Linked DNA regions of Zea mays: region 1 is linked to region 2. Evidence: chromatin contacts called from public Hi-C data. All regions are on one chromosome and are shown on one strand. The core of a region is the stretch at or near the end of the contact, and the rest is flanking DNA. Distances in the headings are between cores, read along the strand shown. Region 1 holds the start of LOC103644256 (protein phosphatase 2C 35). Region 2 holds the start of LOC100284530 (ZFP16-2).

The links. Hi-C and Micro-C count contacts between places; a contact is called where the count stands out from the background.
Region 1: a contact with region 2 is called in a Hi-C map of endosperm, with 4 times the contacts expected there. The contact joins the promoter of LOC103644256 here to the promoter of LOC100284530 in region 2. A contact is called at or near these places in 5 of 25 Hi-C or Micro-C datasets (bundle sheath, ear, endosperm and 2 more) and 1 of 3 datasets of contacts at active chromatin or transcription factors (seedling).

Annotation. Positions count from the first base shown.
Region 1 is chr1:300,485,872-300,489,492 of Zm-B73-REFERENCE-NAM-5.0, forward strand. It overlaps LOC103644256 (protein phosphatase 2C 35), which reads right to left and starts at 2,372. Exons shown (of 4, transcript XM_008667462.4): 1 at 884-2,372; 2 at 686-799. The coding sequence starts at 2,236.
Region 2 is chr1:300,184,720-300,188,188 of Zm-B73-REFERENCE-NAM-5.0, forward strand. LOC100284530 (ZFP16-2) reads left to right here and starts at 1,590. Exons shown (of 1, transcript NM_001157425.2): 1 at 1,590-2,533. The coding sequence starts at 1,724. The coding sequence ends at 2,245.

The DNA.
Region 1 (3,621 bases), core at 1,122-3,621, 300 kb after region 2:
TTCGCCTTCATTTGTTCAGACGAGCAGGCTATACTATGTTTGGCACAGCTTATTTTCAGCTTCTTCACAAATTTAAGCAGAGGTTCTGCCAAACAGGCAGCTTATCAGTTCGGCTGCTTCTCAGAATACACTAAAAGTAGCCAACAAGTAGAAGTTGCTTTTCACCAGCTTCTCAAATAAGCTGCTTTTTCAACAAGCACCAGCTGTGCCAAACAGGGCCATACACATGGTGGCTGTGAGACCCGAGTAATCTATTCGTTGTTCGTTGAAAATGTGGCCATGAGCTTTTAAGTCAAGGTCAAGGCAGTCCGTTTCCGTGTAAGAAGTGGACATGATTTCCACTCCAGAGAAATTAGAACTGACAACGATGTAGTATTTTTTTTCTCTCTCAAACTTTGGACCGGTTCCTGCTTTCCTTTTTTTGACCTCGATTGATCAAGATCTGAGTAACTACTTGTTGACCAACGAACCACAAGCAGCAAGGGTGTCATGTTTTGCACCTGTTGATATGATGAATGAGATTGGACTCTTTGTCTGGCCCTAGGAATTTAACCTTCCAATTTCGGATCTTCTTTCTTAGGACACAACAGAATTAAGCCAGTGGCATGGCATGATCATGGTCATCTAAAGCAAGTTCATCATGTGCATAAGCAGAACTGATGCAATTCATCAGATAGGAACTGACCTGTTTCAGGAAACCAGCTCCAAACGCTCTCGTCACCTTGAGCGAGCCCTTCACACGGTCCTTGGAGATCGCGGACGGGTCATCAGGGTGCTCGTTCCGTATTCTGCAGACTTCCTGTAAACGTATGAGTTACTGTGAGATCAGATCAGATCATCAAAAAGGACAATCTTCAATCCAACTGTGAATCGATCCAGTTACCTGCCGCACCGACGTGCTGTGTTCTGATGTAAGCTGCACAGCTGACAAGAGCGGCGTGCCATCCCCAACCAATCCATCACTGGTGACCTGCTCGACGTCTACACTGTCCATTGTTCCCAGGACAGCCCGGCTGTCACCTACATTCATGAGGTACATGTCCTCCCCTTTCATAAGCATGGCTAGAACGCAAGAGCCCATAAGCGCAAGCTCCGGGAACTCGCCGACCATCTTATCGGCCACGTCCAGGTAGGCCTCCTCGGTCTTGCGAAGCGCGCGCGCAAGCGCCTTAAGCACGGCGAGGTGGTCGTTCTGGCTGCTGCCCCGAGGAGGGCGCTGGGTCGGCGGCTTCAGGGCGCTGGAGCAGTCGCGCTCCCACTCGCACTTCCACCGCCGCTGGTCATCGTCGGCGCCGCGCGGCGGTCTCGAGCGGCGGGCGCGGCGGCGGCGGCGGTCCTGGTGATCTGAGGCCGTGGTGCTGGTCGTGGTCGGCTGGTCGGGGTGCGCGTCGCGCTGGTCCCAGAGCAGGCCGCGGAGCTCGCGGTGCACGGCGGCGTAGAGATGGGAGACGAGGAAGTCCGTGGCGTCGGGGCCGTTGAAGCCGTCGTAGATGCCGACGAACACCCAGCCCCGCTCCTCCGACACCACGACGTGGACGCGGTCCTCGCCGGCCTTCCCCTGCGCCCACTGCAGCTGCAGCCCGGCGCCATCGGGCGAGCCGAGGCCGAGGCCGAGGCCGAGATCCATCGAACCCTGAAGCTTCTCCGTCCGCGCGAGGATCGCGCGGGTGAGATCCCGCAGGCGGCGGCCGCCGTGCGACAGGCTCCGGCGGAGCGAGGGCACGGCGCCTCCCATGCGGCCGGACGTGGCGGCGCCAGGGAGCGGGCCGGACGACATGAGCGCGGCGTCGAGGGGGCCCGAGAGGAACCCCCTCTCTATGGGCCCGGAGAGGAACCCGGCCCCGGCCCCGGCGGGCGCGCAGATGGGCCCCGACGGGAACCTCGGGACCGGCTGCAGCGGCACGGCGGCGAACGACTCGGAGCTCTCGAAGCCGGAGGAGGAGGCCGCCGACTCGTCCGGCAGCAGCAGGAGGAGGGACGTGGAGAGCGGCGTGGAGACGTTGGCGCTGAGCGCGGCCCCCGAGATGGCCCGGAACGTGGTGGCGTCCTCGGCCGCCTTGGCGTCGGCGACCAGGTCGTCGTCCGCGGAGAAGGGCACGGGCACCTTATCCGGCCGGACGTAGCAGAAGGAGTGGCCGAGGCCCTCGTCGTAGGCGGGGTCCGAGGGGAGCGCGGCGGGCGCCACGTGCCCCGCGGCGCCGCCCGCGCAGCAGAAGCAGGCGAGGGAGTTGCCCATGGCGGGACGGGAGCGGAGCGGAGCGGAGGGTTGTGGACGCGGGGAGGGTTGGGTGGTTTGGTTATAATGGAAATGGAGGTGAGGGCGTGAGCAGAGTTGACTTGTGGGAGAGGAGGAGAAGGGGGGAGGAGAGTGGGTGGGTGGGGTTGAAATGCCTGAATAAATAAAAAGCTGGTTTTCCACCTCTAGGCGTTGACTCGCGTGGGTGTGCGAGCCCGCGAGGCAGCTGCGGCTGCGGGGCCGCGGCCGCGGGAGCCCTTCCCCTCGCCCCGGTCCGCTTCCTGCGTCGTCGTGGTGGCGGGGCCCGCCCGCGCCTCGGTGCGGAAACCTGATGCAACCTTCTGCGTCCGCGTCCGTGTGGCCGCTTGTGAGGCTGAGGTGAGCCGCACCATGCCTCGTTGCTGCCTGGACCTTTGCTTCTGTTCTGTATACACGGGTGATACTGAACTGGTGCCACGGTCACGGACCACGAGAGAGAGGAGACAATATGGTGGGCGATACGAAAATGACGAGCACGTGCCTTCCAGAAAGTCATACCTGGCACAGCGGGCCAGCCGCCAGCGGCACAAGAGACGGACGCGAGCGCAGACTTGAAGAGAAAGTCCAAAAGATCCAATCCTCAGCGCAGCGCCCCCGGGCCTCGGGACTAGGGATGAAAACGGTGGAAAACGATCGAAAAAACAGCTAAATTGTTTTTTGTTTTCATATTTTTTTGGTCGGAACGAAAACGAAAACGAAAACCAACGGTCGAAATACGGGATCGAAAGTGTCGGTTATTCAAAAACGATCGAAAACCATAAACTATAGTCGGAAAGATAACTATTTTGTAGTTTTATCAAAAAACATAATAAAGTGATGTATTGCCTAATTTTTAAAATTTAGAAATATATAAATAACTCTTTTTCATCATTCATATTAGTAGAGTAATTATAACATTTACTTTTCGCGTATTTATTCACTTGAACACAACAAAATTCTATAACTTAAATAAATTATATGCTAAACATATCTCATATTATATAAAACGGTAGAAAAACAGTATTAGCACGACTCGGAAACGACGAAAAACTAACTAAATCATTTTCGTACCGTTTTTATCGGTTCCTGAACAATTCAAAAACGATCGGGAAAAAACAGTATTCGAAACGGGACGGTACGAGAATTTCCCGTCCCGTTTTCATCCCTACCTTGGACATCGGCGGCTTGCCGATACGAACGGCCGGGCCGTCTGGAATTCGGCAGCCGAGCCGTGGATCCTAGCTCGCTCGCGACGACGACGCGGTTGCCATGCCGCGTGACTGACCCAAGCCGATGCAGCGTCGAGACCGCACGGAACAGGCGTCCGCTTCCGCGGTGGCAGCGGCAGGTGGGCGAACCGGCCACGC
Region 2 (3,469 bases), core at 340-2,839:
CTCTCTTGGCTCTCCATGACGTGCCGGCTGCGAGTAGATCGACGAGTATTGCAGTCAGCAGATATATCTTTATAGTTTCTAGATAATATTAAAATAACTTATATCATCAGGTATTTAATTGTATTCTAGGAAACTGCTTTTAAAACAATCTAGATACCACGGCACAATCTAAAGTTTGTATGTTATAGTTAGTTTTTTTTTACTATATGTACTCTAATTTAAAGCACCCTCTCTAAATTATCACTAAAAGACTCATTTGCATAAAAATCACTTTCTATATCTTTTCAGTCTCAACATTCTTTTCTATATCTTGTTTGCACTCTAGAGAGTCATTCATGTTTTTTTGGCTAGCGAGAAATCCGAAATATAAAATATTGGATGGTATTTTTTTAGGAAAACAAAAATCTCTATTTATATAAATTAAGAAGAATATTGAGAGACACTTGGAGTTGCTTTTAGAACGGTATGTCTAAACATGCTAGTATGTTTAGAACCGATCAAAAATATTGTATCGTTACAATAATTAAAACAATGTTTTCATTATTACTCACAGATACGTAAATATATGTCTCCCGATCGGCTTAGGGTCCGTTTGGTTTATTTAGTACAGGAACTAAAGTTTTGTTTGGAGACTAAAATTTAGTCTCTATCCTGTTTGGTTGTAGGGACTAAAAATATTCTAAACATATTAAATGAGTCATAAGAAGACCGAAATACTCCTTAGTATTCTCCCGCCATTAGTGCAACTAAAATAAAGGAAGAGTAAAAAGTGAAATTTGTATGATTTAGTCTTTTTTAGTCAACCTTTGTGCTTTGTGGGACTAGAGACTAAAATAAATCAGTCTCTATTTTAGTCTCACTGTTTGGCAATTTATGAACTAAATGAGACTAAAAATGAAGGGACTAATTTTTAGTCCCTCAAACTGGTCAATTTGGCAGCCACGGTGGATATCACAGCTGATGTCTTGTGGTGCGGGATGGATCGATGAGATGCCCCAGTTTGCCTGCGCTTAGTAGTATACCGTACACACTACCAGAAAGGGAAAGCGTCTTCTGGAACCGGAACAAACGAACCAACTTGGAACAGGACTAGTTGACCGTGAGAGCGCGTCATTATTCAAATCTCACCAATCTGAGAGAGCTGAGCGACCGAAGGTTCCAGATCCTTCCCGCACTGCCGAGCCGAAGGTGCAGTCAGCGGCAAGTGCATCTCCACACGCCGCCGCCCATCCCCTCGCCGCCGTCCGAACCCGCGGGCGACGTTGCGTTGCGTTGCCCCCGCGGCTAAGGAAGGGGAACAGTCGCGATCTGGCGGCGGAGGCCACCGGCCGCCCCAGCCCAACTATATATCCGCGAGGCAAAACCGCGCGCGATGGACGCCCATCCGTCCACGTCGCGACGCGGCGCCGCGCTTCGCGGTGCGCGGTGCCTTCCCCGGATTGGTCCGCCCACGTCGCGTCGGTCGGTCGGACTCGGACCCCTATCAACTTGGCGCACACGTAAGCCCCCACACCGCCTCGGCCCTCTGCACTGCCGAGCCTTGGACGGAGACACAACCTATAAAAGGGTGCGCGCCCTCACCCAGACCCAACCCAACCTAACCCACAAGCCACACAACCCAAGCACAAAACACATCACCGCATCTTTTTCCTTCCGAGCTGTACGTATCTGCAGAGAGAGAGAGAGAGAGAGAGAGAGAGAGAGAAAGATTAGGTCAGAGACCATGAAGCACCCGAGGCCGACGGAGCAGGATGTGTCGCTGGCGCTGTCGCTGAGCACGGACTCGTCCACGACGACGTCCGACTCGGCGGGGACGCCACCGGCGAAGCGGGCGCGGGCGCGGGCGCGGCGGCGGGGCGCCGTGGTGGCCACGTCGGGGGAGGGCGAGTTCGTCTGCAGGACCTGCAGCCGCGCCTTCCCCTCGTTCCAGGCGCTGGGCGGCCACCGCACCAGCCACCTGCGCGCGGGCCGCCACGGCCTCGACCTCGGCGTCGTCGGCGCCCGGGCGCTCAAGCAGCACAAGCAGCAGGCCGCCAACGCCAACGCCAACGGCTGCGAAGGAGGCAAGCAGCGGCACGAGTGCAACGTCTGCGGGCTCGGCTTCGAGATGGGCCAGGCGCTGGGCGGCCACATGCGGAGGCACCGCGAGGAGGAGATGGGCGCCGCCGACGCCTGGGTCACCCTCTGGCGCACCGAGGCGTCGCGCGCCGCCGACCCGCCCGTCTTGCTCGAGCTCTTCGCTTAGATCGATCCGGCCGGCATAGGGTCGGGCTAATCCCTCCTTGTTATTTGGGGGGAGGCTAACTCGTCATCTAGACATCTAGTAGCGTCGGTAGTTTAATCCAGGACATGTAAATCGTATTGGTTCGTTCGTTGCCTTTTTTTTGTAATTACGCTAGTATAGTACTAGCTTCTGCTGTGTTTAGCGGTTCGGTCATGGGGCCGGTTGGATTCCGATACGAATGTCAGAGAACTGATTTCATTCATACTATATTGCTGGAACATATAACAGGATCGATGATTCCTTGGTTCCCATGCATGTCTGTTCGGCTTACTGCAGCGCATTCGTCCGAAATCATCGCGCACGAATCATTCGTCAATTTGAACGATATCCGCGATATGCATGCTTTTTCTAAAATGTCCCAATGGTTAATTAATTTCGTTCGCATATGTTCATGAGCAAGTTAAAAAAAAATAGCGGTCTGGTTCGTTTAACTGATTCCTTTTTTGTTTACCCCCAACGCGATCGAAGGCCCATCGTCGAAACGATCGATTGTTCTTCCGGTTCTTGGACCGTGCGTACCTGTCGTCATCCCATCCGATGATCACCAGCCTTCAACTTTTAGCATCAGGCGGGCGGTTCTGTGGTTTTGGGAGGGATAATTATTGTATCGATATGATCATATGGATTTTTTGAGGCTTTTTCTCGGCGCCTGGGGAAGGCAAACGTGGGATGCACGTACGTGCGCCCGTCCGGGCCCAGCTGGTAGCAGCCCTGCCCCGTGAATCAAGAGGACATATCTGGTGCACATAGAAACTGGTGCACATGGTGCACATATTAAATCATCACCACTCATTTTAGATCTAACGTCTCTAATTGATTATTCAATTTACAAATAACACCTTCCACCACTACACACCACCACGTTGGAGGGTGTCCTTAGTAAAATGTACCAAACAACTAGAGACGTTAGATCTAAAATGAGTGGTAATGATTTAATATGTGCAACATGTGCACCAATATTCCATGTGCACCGTGAATCAATCCTGCCCAGGGGCCGGCTAGTTTCATGCATGCATGATCATGGTCTGACGGATGAGGGATGACGCTATGTGCTGGCTATGACTCCCCCAGGCCCGTATCTCTATCTCCTAATCTCGCTTGAGCAGTTGACCGTATGCGTGCCACATCCTATACGGCTATACCTAGCTAGGTTCCTAAACTAGATTATGAACGTACCTACTCTCG